Linked DNA regions of Zea mays: all the other regions are linked to region 3. A link is a contact called in public Hi-C data. All regions are on one chromosome and are shown on one strand. Each heading gives the region's core, a stretch centred on a gene start, on an enhancer-like site or on the middle of the called end of the contact. The rest is flanking DNA. Distances are from core to core; before and after follow the strand shown.

Region 1 (3,500 bases), core at 796-3,295, 130 kb after region 3:
AATATCAGAGCTCTCCCTTGAACCGGCCATTGAGGGCCGATTTGATGAGCCTAGATGTGCTTTCCCCAGCGGAGTCGCCAAAAAGTATGTTGACGCCTTTTTGGAGGCGCCAATTACTCAAGAGAACCAGCGGCGGTGCTCTCTGCACAGGGGCGGACGGTCCGCGCGCGGGAGCCGGACGGTCCGCGGCCTGGTGCGAGGCGGCGGTGCTTTTTGGTCAGGCGCGGACGGTCCGCGGCACAGGGCCGGACGGTCCGCGACCTGGTGCAGGAGCCCGAGTTCCCTGCCTGACGGCCGGACGGTCCGCGCCCTAGGGCCGGACGGTCCGCGCGTGCGCAGGGGCGGCGGAAGACCGCCGACGGCGCCTGGATCTCGCTCCCGGGAGGGACCCCGTCGGGGAGGAGAGATCCTAGGTGGTGTCTAGGCTCGGGCCGGCCGACCTAGACTCCTCTAATCGACGTAGAGTCGAAGAGAGACGAAGAATTGGGGATTGGAAGGCTAAACCTAAACTAGACTAGAACTACTCCTAAGATAAAATACGAAATAGAAGTTGTATTGATTCGATTGCTGATTACAAATCGGCCGTAGGCCTCTCTTTTTATAGAGGAGGGGGGTTGGACCCTTTACACGACCGGATTCCGAGCTAATTCCGCGGATATAGCTAACAAACATAGCACAAAACTCGGAACCCTAATCTACTCTGCGCGTGCGCGGACCGTCCGGCCCACAGGCGCGGACCGTCCGGACCGCGGACCGTCCGGCCTCAGGGCCGGACCGTCCGCACCTCATTTTGGTGCTCAACACTCTTATTTTCTCCATTGCACCTGTGCAAGGACAAGGTCTCGCTACTTAATTTTCAGTGCTAAACTCTACTGCCTATATGGAAAGTACGCGGGGCACTATTGCTTAGTTTGCCTCAGACTCATCACACTAGAAAAGCTCTGGTGCTACTGTTCTAGCTAGCACTACAGTGTACACTGGAAAGCTCCCGAGTGTTGTTTCTTCGTGTCCTGTTGTTGTCAAGGTTTTGCTTGCTTAAAGACTTGAGCTTATTTATTTAATTTGTCTTCGAGGGTCTTCAATACTTGCCTTTTTGAGGTGTTGATTGCTTGAACTTCATCATATCGTAGGTCAAGAGCCAATCTTTTCATCCTTAGGGTTACTGTATCTTGTATATACTGGCAAACAGTTTTAATTATAATAGAAACCACAAAAATTACTAGACCTTTCATAAGTTCTATACTCGCTCCTTCTATCTATTCTCAGACACGGCCGGCCTAGCATGACACGGCCTCTCAATCTACACTTTGGCCATGTATTTATTTTTATTATTTATAAAACGAGAGAATGGAGGTAGTTTTTCTGATAGTGCGGATCATCTTATCGCATTGTCACTGTCCGGAGCAGCACTCATCACGCACCCCCGTAGTGGGGCTCTCGCTTTATCCTCCACTACTGCCCTCTTACGACGACGTGCTTTGCATCGTTGCTCACATTCTATCAGGGTATCATCAAAGGCCACTTTGTGTTTCTCTCCTGCACCATTCCCTCCGCCTAATTCCGCAAAAATCGTGCAGTATCTACGAAAGCAACGAGGGCCGGCCGGTCGCTAGATCGTCAGTGGAAATTCTTTTAGGCTGGCAGTGGCAGCAGCCAGCAGGCCCTTTTCCCTTTCATCTCTGTCTCCATGCCACTGCTCTACATACCTTTGAGATCGAGAGGTGCTCCCATGGTGTGGTGATGATGGAACGTGTGAACTAACTGCTTCTTTTGGTTCCAAACTATAAGACGGTTTGGTTTTTCCGGATAAATTGGTATGTATATGTATGTAGAAATGCCAAAACGCTGAATAATTAGAGAAGAAGAGAGTATTATGCAAATGTTTTAAAAAAAGAAGTAAGCAAGCATGGGCCAACCATGATCCTTTCCTTTCCATGCAGCAGAAAGCAGGTGATGACAGCCTGACACTCTGCTCATCACACAGAAAATTCTCAGCTCACCTCCCAAGCTTGGAACATATATGTTGAGAGGAAGTGGGATTGGCATATGTTGCAGGTTGGCTAGGGATTGCCGCCCCAGCTGGCTGGTTATATATTAGGCTGTCGCCGCCAAAGAAAGAAAGGCCTGCTTCTTCACCTCGCGCTCCAGGTTCATGTTTTGAGCGTGTACAGTGCATGTGGTTTCAGAAATGGGGACGCTGGCGTGCCCATGGAGATCTGGCCACCTCTTTGCTTTCATCACCTTCGCCGTGCTGTTCTTCTCGACTTCATTTGCCGGTTTGTGCCTGTAGTTCTTTCTTACTGGAGTTTCTTGAGATTGTTTTCCATGCATGATTCAAGCCTTTGATATTGAGTACTAAATGTTCTTTTTTTACCCTCGCTCTAAAACAAACTCCTTCCAGCCAGCTGGTCCTTCCTAGTTTACGTTTAAGCTGTTTGATTTGAGGAATGATCTAGTCCATCGTCTTCTCGCTCCTCACTTTTTTGTTTGGTTTGTGGAATGGATTGAGTTGATCCATCATCACCTCATTCCTTATAGTTATTTAGTTAGTACTAATATGAGGAATGGGGTCATCCCACCAAATTTGAGGAATGGACCCATGATGCACCACCATATTTTGGATGAAGTGATTCCTCAAACCAAACACCCCCGTTAAGTTTGTACAAGATACAAGATAAGTAGATCTTGGAAAGCATATCTGGTGAAGGAACTAAATAATATAATAGGTTCCCCCCAGCAATGTCTAGCAGGCGTGGATGTGTGATTATCTTTTTTTTTTGTGGAGAAAGTAGCTTTTGACTCTCTTCATGGTTTTCACTGCTGCGATGGTTTCTTCTTCCAGGGAGACAGTACAGTTTCTTGATGGATCAAGATGCCCTACGTCAACAAGAAGGAGAGGTATATAGAACTGACAGGCTTTCTTCCAAAACGCTCCTTTCATCTCCCTGAGTTCATCTCTAGCTAGCTACATGGGCTTCATGTATATATCTCTAGTTTTTTTGCAGGCGAAAATTCTGTACCCGTTTTTCTTACTTTTATGTGAAAACCAATATATGCAGGGAGCACGAACTGAGCAGAAGGAAGCGCTAGTGCCACTGGTGCAAGCTCGGCGGCTCAGCGTCAAGACGAACGATTACAGCAGCTATGACCCTTCCCCGTCCATGGACAAGCCACACTCCAAGCTCATACCGAACTGATCAATCATGTACCCGTCCAGGTTGCAGCAGTCGAGTTGCCGATGAGAAATTTAACAGCTTAAATGTGTGCCTGATTTATATATACAGAAGCATTATATTACTAGGCTTGCTTAAACTGTTCTCATGACATCTAATATCATATTATTATAGATGTGACATATAGATGTTTACTTCTTCTTTGTATTCATACGCAGTCACAGGCTTCTTCTCAAGATTAGATCAAGTAGTTAGTATAATAAGAGTAGCAACTACTTTGTCAAACTCTGAATGCAAGTCTCCTAAACAATTTTAACAACAAGCTGG
Region 2 (3,295 bases), core at 353-2,852, 160 kb before region 3:
TCCTTTTGTCGTTTGAATTTTTGGTCGTTTGGCTGTTAAGTTTAGAATCCTAACCGATCGTTATAAAATCTAAACTGAACGCGAGATTTTCGCGGGCGGATAGGATCGAAGATAGCTATCTGTTCGCGGACTCGGTCCTATAAAATGCGCCTGGCAGCCAGCATCCAAATCATCTCAGTTTTCGCTTTCACCTTTCTTCACAGCTGAGCCACCTTCAGTTCTTTTCATCCCGACCGCAGACGTGCATCTGCGATCAGGAGAGCAGGTCTCCGGAACCCTTCGCATTCGAGATCCTGCACCGGGAGAGAGCGAATAAGGTTTTTGGAAAGCGTCCTCACGTGACTGCTCGTGATCTTCTGACCTCGTCGACCCTGCTAATTTCGCTGTTTCGACGTCATCGACCCGACTGATTCCGGCCCGCGCCATCTACCAGTATGTCTGATCAATACGCATCATCTGATTTGACTTTTTTACTTCAGTTCTCTGATTTGATCATGATTTATATTAGAAATTTAATCTAAAAACTATTTAATTATTCAACAGATCCAAGCGTCGCCCGCTTTGCATGCTAGTCAGTCATGCGTGTCTGTCTCACCAGTCACCACCAGCGAGTAGGGATGGCAGTGGGTAAGGTACCCAGTGGGCACGCGAAGCCATACCCATACCCACTAGAAAAAAATTGACTCATACCCATACCCACTACCCATCATGGGTACAAAATTACGCCATACCCATACCCACCATGGGTAGCGGGTACCCATTGGATACCCATACCCATTAGCATTACGATAGACATGATCATTTGAATCGCAAAAATAAGTACCAGCATAACAAATGTATCGAACCCAACATAATTTTATCACAAGTTCAACAATATTCAACATTAAATGGCAATATCATGCCTTCAAATCACACAAAACATAGCATTGATTCTACAAAACTGTGGACAAAACATAACATTCATTTTATATGAGACATATAAATCCGGACCCACGTGTCATATATTAGCGGGTTCCCCATTGGGTAGCGGGTATGGGGCAACAGAGAACATACCCACGCCCACCGTACCCGATGGGCATAACAAATGACCCAATAAAATACCCATGGGTATCAAAATCCGCCATACCCGTACCCTAATAGGGTTTTTACCCATCGGGTTTCGGGTTTTGGGTATTGCCATCCCTACCAGCGAGCCCGATTGTCACTGCATAGAGTTTTTTTCCCCATCGCCTGTGGCCTTGTGAGCCACACCATGTCAACAACTCAACATGCAGCGCCTAGGAGCGCGCGCGAGGGGGTGGCCGGGTGACTGTTTTTTTTAAGTCGCCAGTGAGCGGTGGAACGGAACCGTGGGAAGCAAAGAAGCATTCAGCCGGGTCACCGCCGAACGGCTGGCCAGCCAATCTCTCGTGACTCGAGCCGCGCGAGCTGGATCCAAAAAACCTCCGTGCCCCCACGCGCCTACCCACTGTTCCCGGCTCCCCACCCGCTCCACTCCGTCCCGTCCCGTCCCGTTACAAAACCCCGAGCTGCAACCCCACAGCCAGAGAGAGAGACTCTCCCGGCTCCCCTGCCTGCGCGCCGTCTCCTCCAGGCTCCAGCGCCTCGCGGCCACCCCGTACGTACCACGGCACGGCTGCACGGCCGATGGCGTACCCCGCCGCGCCGCACACGAGCGCGGCCTTCCTCGCTAGCTTCGCGACGCCGCTCCCCGCGCGCCGCGCCTCGCCCCCGACCCGGCGCCGCGCGGTGTCGGTCGCCGCCATCGCCACCACCACCACCTGCGTCTTCGCCGACGCCCCCCGTGGGATCAAGGTCAGTCGCGCTCGCGCATTGCCGTGAGGTCCGCGTGCTTCCGACTTCCAACAATTGGACATGCTAGCCGCCGCCAAGGGCCTAGGCCACGCTGGTGTCAAGCGTGGCGTGATCTGTGTTGCGTTCGCGTGCCGTGCCGTTCCGTGGTAGGGCGGGTCATGGGTCAATCACATTTTCGGGTTGTCACCTGTGGCAGGAGGAGCAGGCGGACTCGGGCGCCCAGGCGGCGGCGGCTGCGGCTGCGCGGAGGGACGTCAGCCCGGACACCGTGGCCTCCATCATCCTCGGCGGTGGCGCCGGCACGCGCCTCTTCCCGCTCACGCGTACAAGGGCCAAGCCCGCGGTAATAAAATCGCCTCAGCACCTCCCTGTTTCTAGACTTTGTCTCCATCGCTCATAAGTCACATTTCGTCATTCATCAATCTCTTGTACGGCATTACTACACAACTTGGGATTAGCGGTTGTAGATTCCCGTTGCAATCCGTGCCATCGACTGAGCTACGGGGTAGTTACTGTAATAGTGATTCAGTCGCCGTCTCTCGCTCTCAGGTGCCCGTCGGGGGATGCTACAGGCTCATCGACATCCCGATGAGCAACTGCATAAACAGCAAGATCAACAAGATCTACGTCCTCACCCAGTTCAATTCCCAGTCTCTCAATCGCCACATCGCAAGGACATACAACTTTGGTGAGGGAGTTGGATTCAGTGGCGGGTCTGTGGAGGTACACTCTTCGGTATAAGCAGGCTCGATTGCGGAATACCATTGCGATGGACTCCTGATCTTGTTTTCTGCCTGTTTATTTTTTGCTCATTGGATAGGTGCTGGCAGCTACCCAAACAGCTGGGGAATCAGGAAAGAAATGGTTCCAGGGAACAGCAGATGCTGTCAGGCAGTTCCTCTGGCTTTTTGAGGTTCTTCCTGGGCCATGTGTAATACTCTACCTTTCAGAGTATGCTATCACTATGTCCAATTAACTTTTTGCCTGATGTTATTCTGTGAAGGATGCAAGACTCAAATGTATAGAAAACATACTGATTCTGTCTGGTGATCATCTGTATCGGATGGATTACATGGATTTTGTGCAGGTCTCCTATCTGCTGCAAGTTGATGTTGTAATTTCAAGTTTCAGTCTTATTTTTCATTGCTTGACAAAGGTATATTATAATATTGTTTTGCAGAAGCATGTTGACTCTGGTGCTGATATTTCAGTTGCGTGTGTTCCAATGGATGAAAGGTCATCCAGCTTTGTCCCTTTTAAATTTGTTCCTTGCCTTTTCTTGGTAATTAAACTAGTATTCAGTTGGCTAACAAAGCAATATGCCAATATGATGATATCTTAGCTACCTATACTGTATGCACTGTTTATTCAGTAGTGCATATTTGTTTATGACTATCATCAATGTTCATGCTGGAAAGCTTCAGATATCTCATGCTTTGCATTTTATAAGAACTAGAATCACTTTGTTTACTGTTGTCAT
Region 3 (3,301 bases), core at 704-3,203:
GTGATGCTGAAGGACAAGATGTGCTTCTGTTTATTGACAACATTTTTTGTTTGACTCAGGTAATTTCTGCAGGGCATTACTTTTGCATGAAAATGATATGCATCTTTTGGAGCGATAATCTTTGCCGGATGTGATGAACCCTCCTATCGTGTAGATTTGTGGCTTCTTTGTTGATGCTTGCCATTTAGCTTACATTTGCTCTTCTTTTCACAATTCACTGTTCCTCTGGCAGCCAATCTGTTTGTTGTAACTGACGTGCTTATAGTGTCAAAAGTGTATAGTTTGATTAACTATAGCTCATGGAAGCTAGAGGGGACTCATTCAAATGATCCGAAATTTACTGTAGTTTCTATATTCATAGCAAGTAACCGTGAGATCATTTGTATGTGGTTTAGGTCAAGTCTGTTATTTTTAGAACTAGGAGCTTTAGGTACAATTCCATGACAGTCTTGTCTTGTGCATGTGTAAGGTTTTGGATGATTATGCACGTTCGGAAAAGGTTTTCTAAGACTACCATATAGTTTCCATGCTGTATGGCGGAGGAGTTTTATTATCAGAATTACAAGCGCCGAGTGTTATAATGTTTGTTGGTGTGATAAAAACTCTACAAAATTGATGAAATTGAGCATTAACGAAGTTGTCTGTTTTGCAATAACTATGTGGAGCGGTTTGATCATCACTGTCCATGGGTCGGCCGGTGCATAGGACGGGTAAGGTTCTCAAGATTACTAGCTGTTTTATTGGCGTCCTCAACTTTTGGTGTAAAACAATCATTGCAGTCTGAAATAAAATCTCGTTCGATAACTCCACTCATTGCTCAAGGTGATAACTCCAGTGCACAAGAATCCGTTGAACAGGGTGGCGTTGAGCTGTATGCAGAGGTGAACAACCATGGACTCTGTGCTATTGCGCAGGCTGAGTCGTCTGCTATAAGGTTCTCGGTGGACTCGCCATGAGAAGGTTATGCTCTTGCGTAGTTACCCTGCATCTTACTGTTGTAGTCACTCTCACAGCAGGCTCGACTTTTTGATGTGCCAGGCCTGTGTTCGAAGGTGACAAAATTATTCAACCCCTTCATTGCATTTTATAATTAGTGGGAGGGACTTATTACTCTTCCATTGTTCGAAGTGTTGGAGGAGTATGCACTTATGAACTACGTCAATTTTGGTGATTTGTTGTTTTAGTCATGTTGTGTCCTGTCATCTATACAACAAATAGGTTACCATGCACCAACTTTGTGCCAGAAGATGACCATATCACATGTGCCAACTGGTATTGTACCTCTAAGAAGTTTTGGCGATAGGCTTATGAGATATTTATGGTTGGCCACATTACTTGTTTGTTTGTTTGTTTTTTTGTATAGGTGAAGCCTCGATTGCTAAAATATTCTTGTTAGTATGCTCTCTTTGGTGTCTTTTGTTTATCTCTGGTATTTAATCTTATATTAATTGGCTCGTTTGATTTTCAGGACATGTTATGGTGTTCTCTGGTTTGTCATCGAGAATAGCTCTTTCTTTCCGTCAACGGTTTCACCAATGTCTTGTAACAACTGGATGTAGAACGATTTTTGTTTTTTAATTGATGCAGTGTGTTTTTGCATTACAATCCGTTGCGGCTATGGGGGCGGCACATGTAGTGTGTAGTCATCATGAATTTAATAGTAACTAGCTCTGCAGTTGTGATTGATTTATGAATGTGTTTGGTTGGACCTATCAATTGGATGTTTGTTGGCTACATCATATATTCTTTTAAGTTTACTTTGTGTGGTTGTTGATGTTGTCTTTATAAAGTGCAGATTCACTATTTTAACTCTCGTGGCAACGAAATGACACGTTAGTTCATAAAACCAAATACGCTAACTTTTTCTGATCGGCATCCAACGACGCAATTGACATCCCCTCGCCTACCCCAGCTCTACCCGCGACGAAGCATCACCAGGTACCCCCAGAACCCTAATCCAAGCGACTTTTGTTCGGATCTCACCCGATTACGAGTATATACATCCCGCTTCGCTCCTTCCCGTGGCGATTCGCCGTGTTCTTGACCTGTCGCGGTGCCTTTGCGTTGGTGCAGGAAGGATGACGTGCTCAATGGATCTCCCGGCCAAGGGCGGGTTCAGCTTCGACCTGTGCCGCCGCAACAGTATGCTGGAGAAGAACGGGCTCAAACTCCCGGGATTCAGGAAGACCGGAACAACCATCGTCGGCCTCGTCTTTCAGGTGCGACCGCCTACACTTGTTGCGTCGCCTTTTCGTTATCCGGTAATTACAATGTATGTCTTCTGCTGGTCCAGTGGTACCCGTTTCTGCGAATTTGGGCGGCTTGAACTTTGTGCTGCCGTTTGTTCATGTTTTTTAGGTTTACAAACTGCTTTTTAGGGTGCCAACTGCCAAGCAGATCGATGGAACCTAGAAAAGAAGTCTGTCCGATGTCAACCTCATGCGTACCAACGTGGCAACCTGTTGCATGTGCTTACATTGTGCTATATGATGCAAATCAGTGAAATGTTCTGTGGAAAGTGGAAACCACCCTCGTAGGGGTCCAAACCCACATTCTTTCGTCCAATCCAATGGATGATAGTATGATACTAATTGCACCTTAACAATTATTTAACAATTTTTACTATGTGTGCCATTTGTAATAGATGAAATATCTCTAGATCTTCGACAATTTTACTGTGTTTGTGAATTTTGTAGGCATCAGCCTAGTGCTGTTGTTTCTTAATGTTAGTTAGGTTTGGAAATCTCTTTAGGGTGGCAAGCATCTCAACTAAACATTGGAAAACTTTCTGATATCAATTGCTTGTTTAACTTCCTCTCGCGCAATGACGCATTGTTGTTTGTGCTAATGGTACAAACTGGGAAAATGTTCAGCGCAAACTACCATCCTAGTGGTGAAAACCCCATCTTTTTGTTATGTTGGTTTCCATTAGTGTTTTCCTGAACGTTAAACGGTAAACAGTTGGTCACCTACCGTTTAGCCATAATTTGGGCTAAACAGACCATTAAATGGGCTACATGGACAATTAAACGGGCTAAACGGGCAATTAGACGAAACAACATACTACCGTGTAGCGTTTACATAGTGTTTAAACGGGCTAAACGACTGTTTAGGTGAAAAATGGTTTCTGTTGTATTATCCAAGGGGAAAATGTGTACATAATATTCCTTAATCCCAGTGAAAAATACTATGAAAATGATTATCTGACAATTATTTCTGATCCTGATTTGCATCAACTTGTGATTGAATAAATCCAATGGATGATAGCAATTTTGTCATAACTTTATATAAAAAAATTAGT

Evidence for each region. A called contact is a pair of places that touch in the nucleus more often than the background predicts.
Region 1: a contact with region 3 is called in a Hi-C map of leaf, with 5 times the contacts expected there. The contact joins the promoter of LOC100278255 here to the promoter of LOC100216834 in region 3. A contact is called at or near these places in 2 of 25 Hi-C or Micro-C datasets (ear and leaf).
Region 2: a Hi-C map of ear shows a contact between it and region 3, with 2.2 times the contacts expected there. The contact joins the promoter of LOC100125657 here to the promoter of LOC100216834 in region 3. A contact is called at or near these places in 2 of 25 Hi-C or Micro-C datasets (ear and leaf).

Annotation. Positions count from the first base shown.
Region 1 is chr7:24,342,389-24,345,888 of Zm-B73-REFERENCE-NAM-5.0, reverse strand. LOC100278255 reads left to right here and starts at 2,045. Exons shown (of 3, transcript NM_001291627.2): 1 at 2,045-2,276; 2 at 2,843-2,898; 3 at 3,060-3,492. The coding sequence starts at 2,189. The coding sequence ends at 3,197.
Region 2 is chr7:24,638,967-24,642,261 of Zm-B73-REFERENCE-NAM-5.0, reverse strand. It overlaps LOC100125657 (glucose-1-phosphate adenylyltransferase large subunit 3 precursor-like), which reads left to right and starts at 1,602. Exons shown (of 16, transcript NM_001112588.2): 1 at 1,602-1,815; 2 at 2,012-2,158; 3 at 2,365-2,538; 4 at 2,636-2,728; 5 at 2,819-2,902; 6 at 2,996-3,051. The coding sequence starts at 1,648.
Region 3 is chr7:24,475,669-24,478,969 of Zm-B73-REFERENCE-NAM-5.0, reverse strand. LOC100216834 reads left to right here and starts at 1,953. Exons shown (of 9, transcript NM_001143228.1): 1 at 1,953-1,993; 2 at 2,074-2,219. The coding sequence starts at 2,079.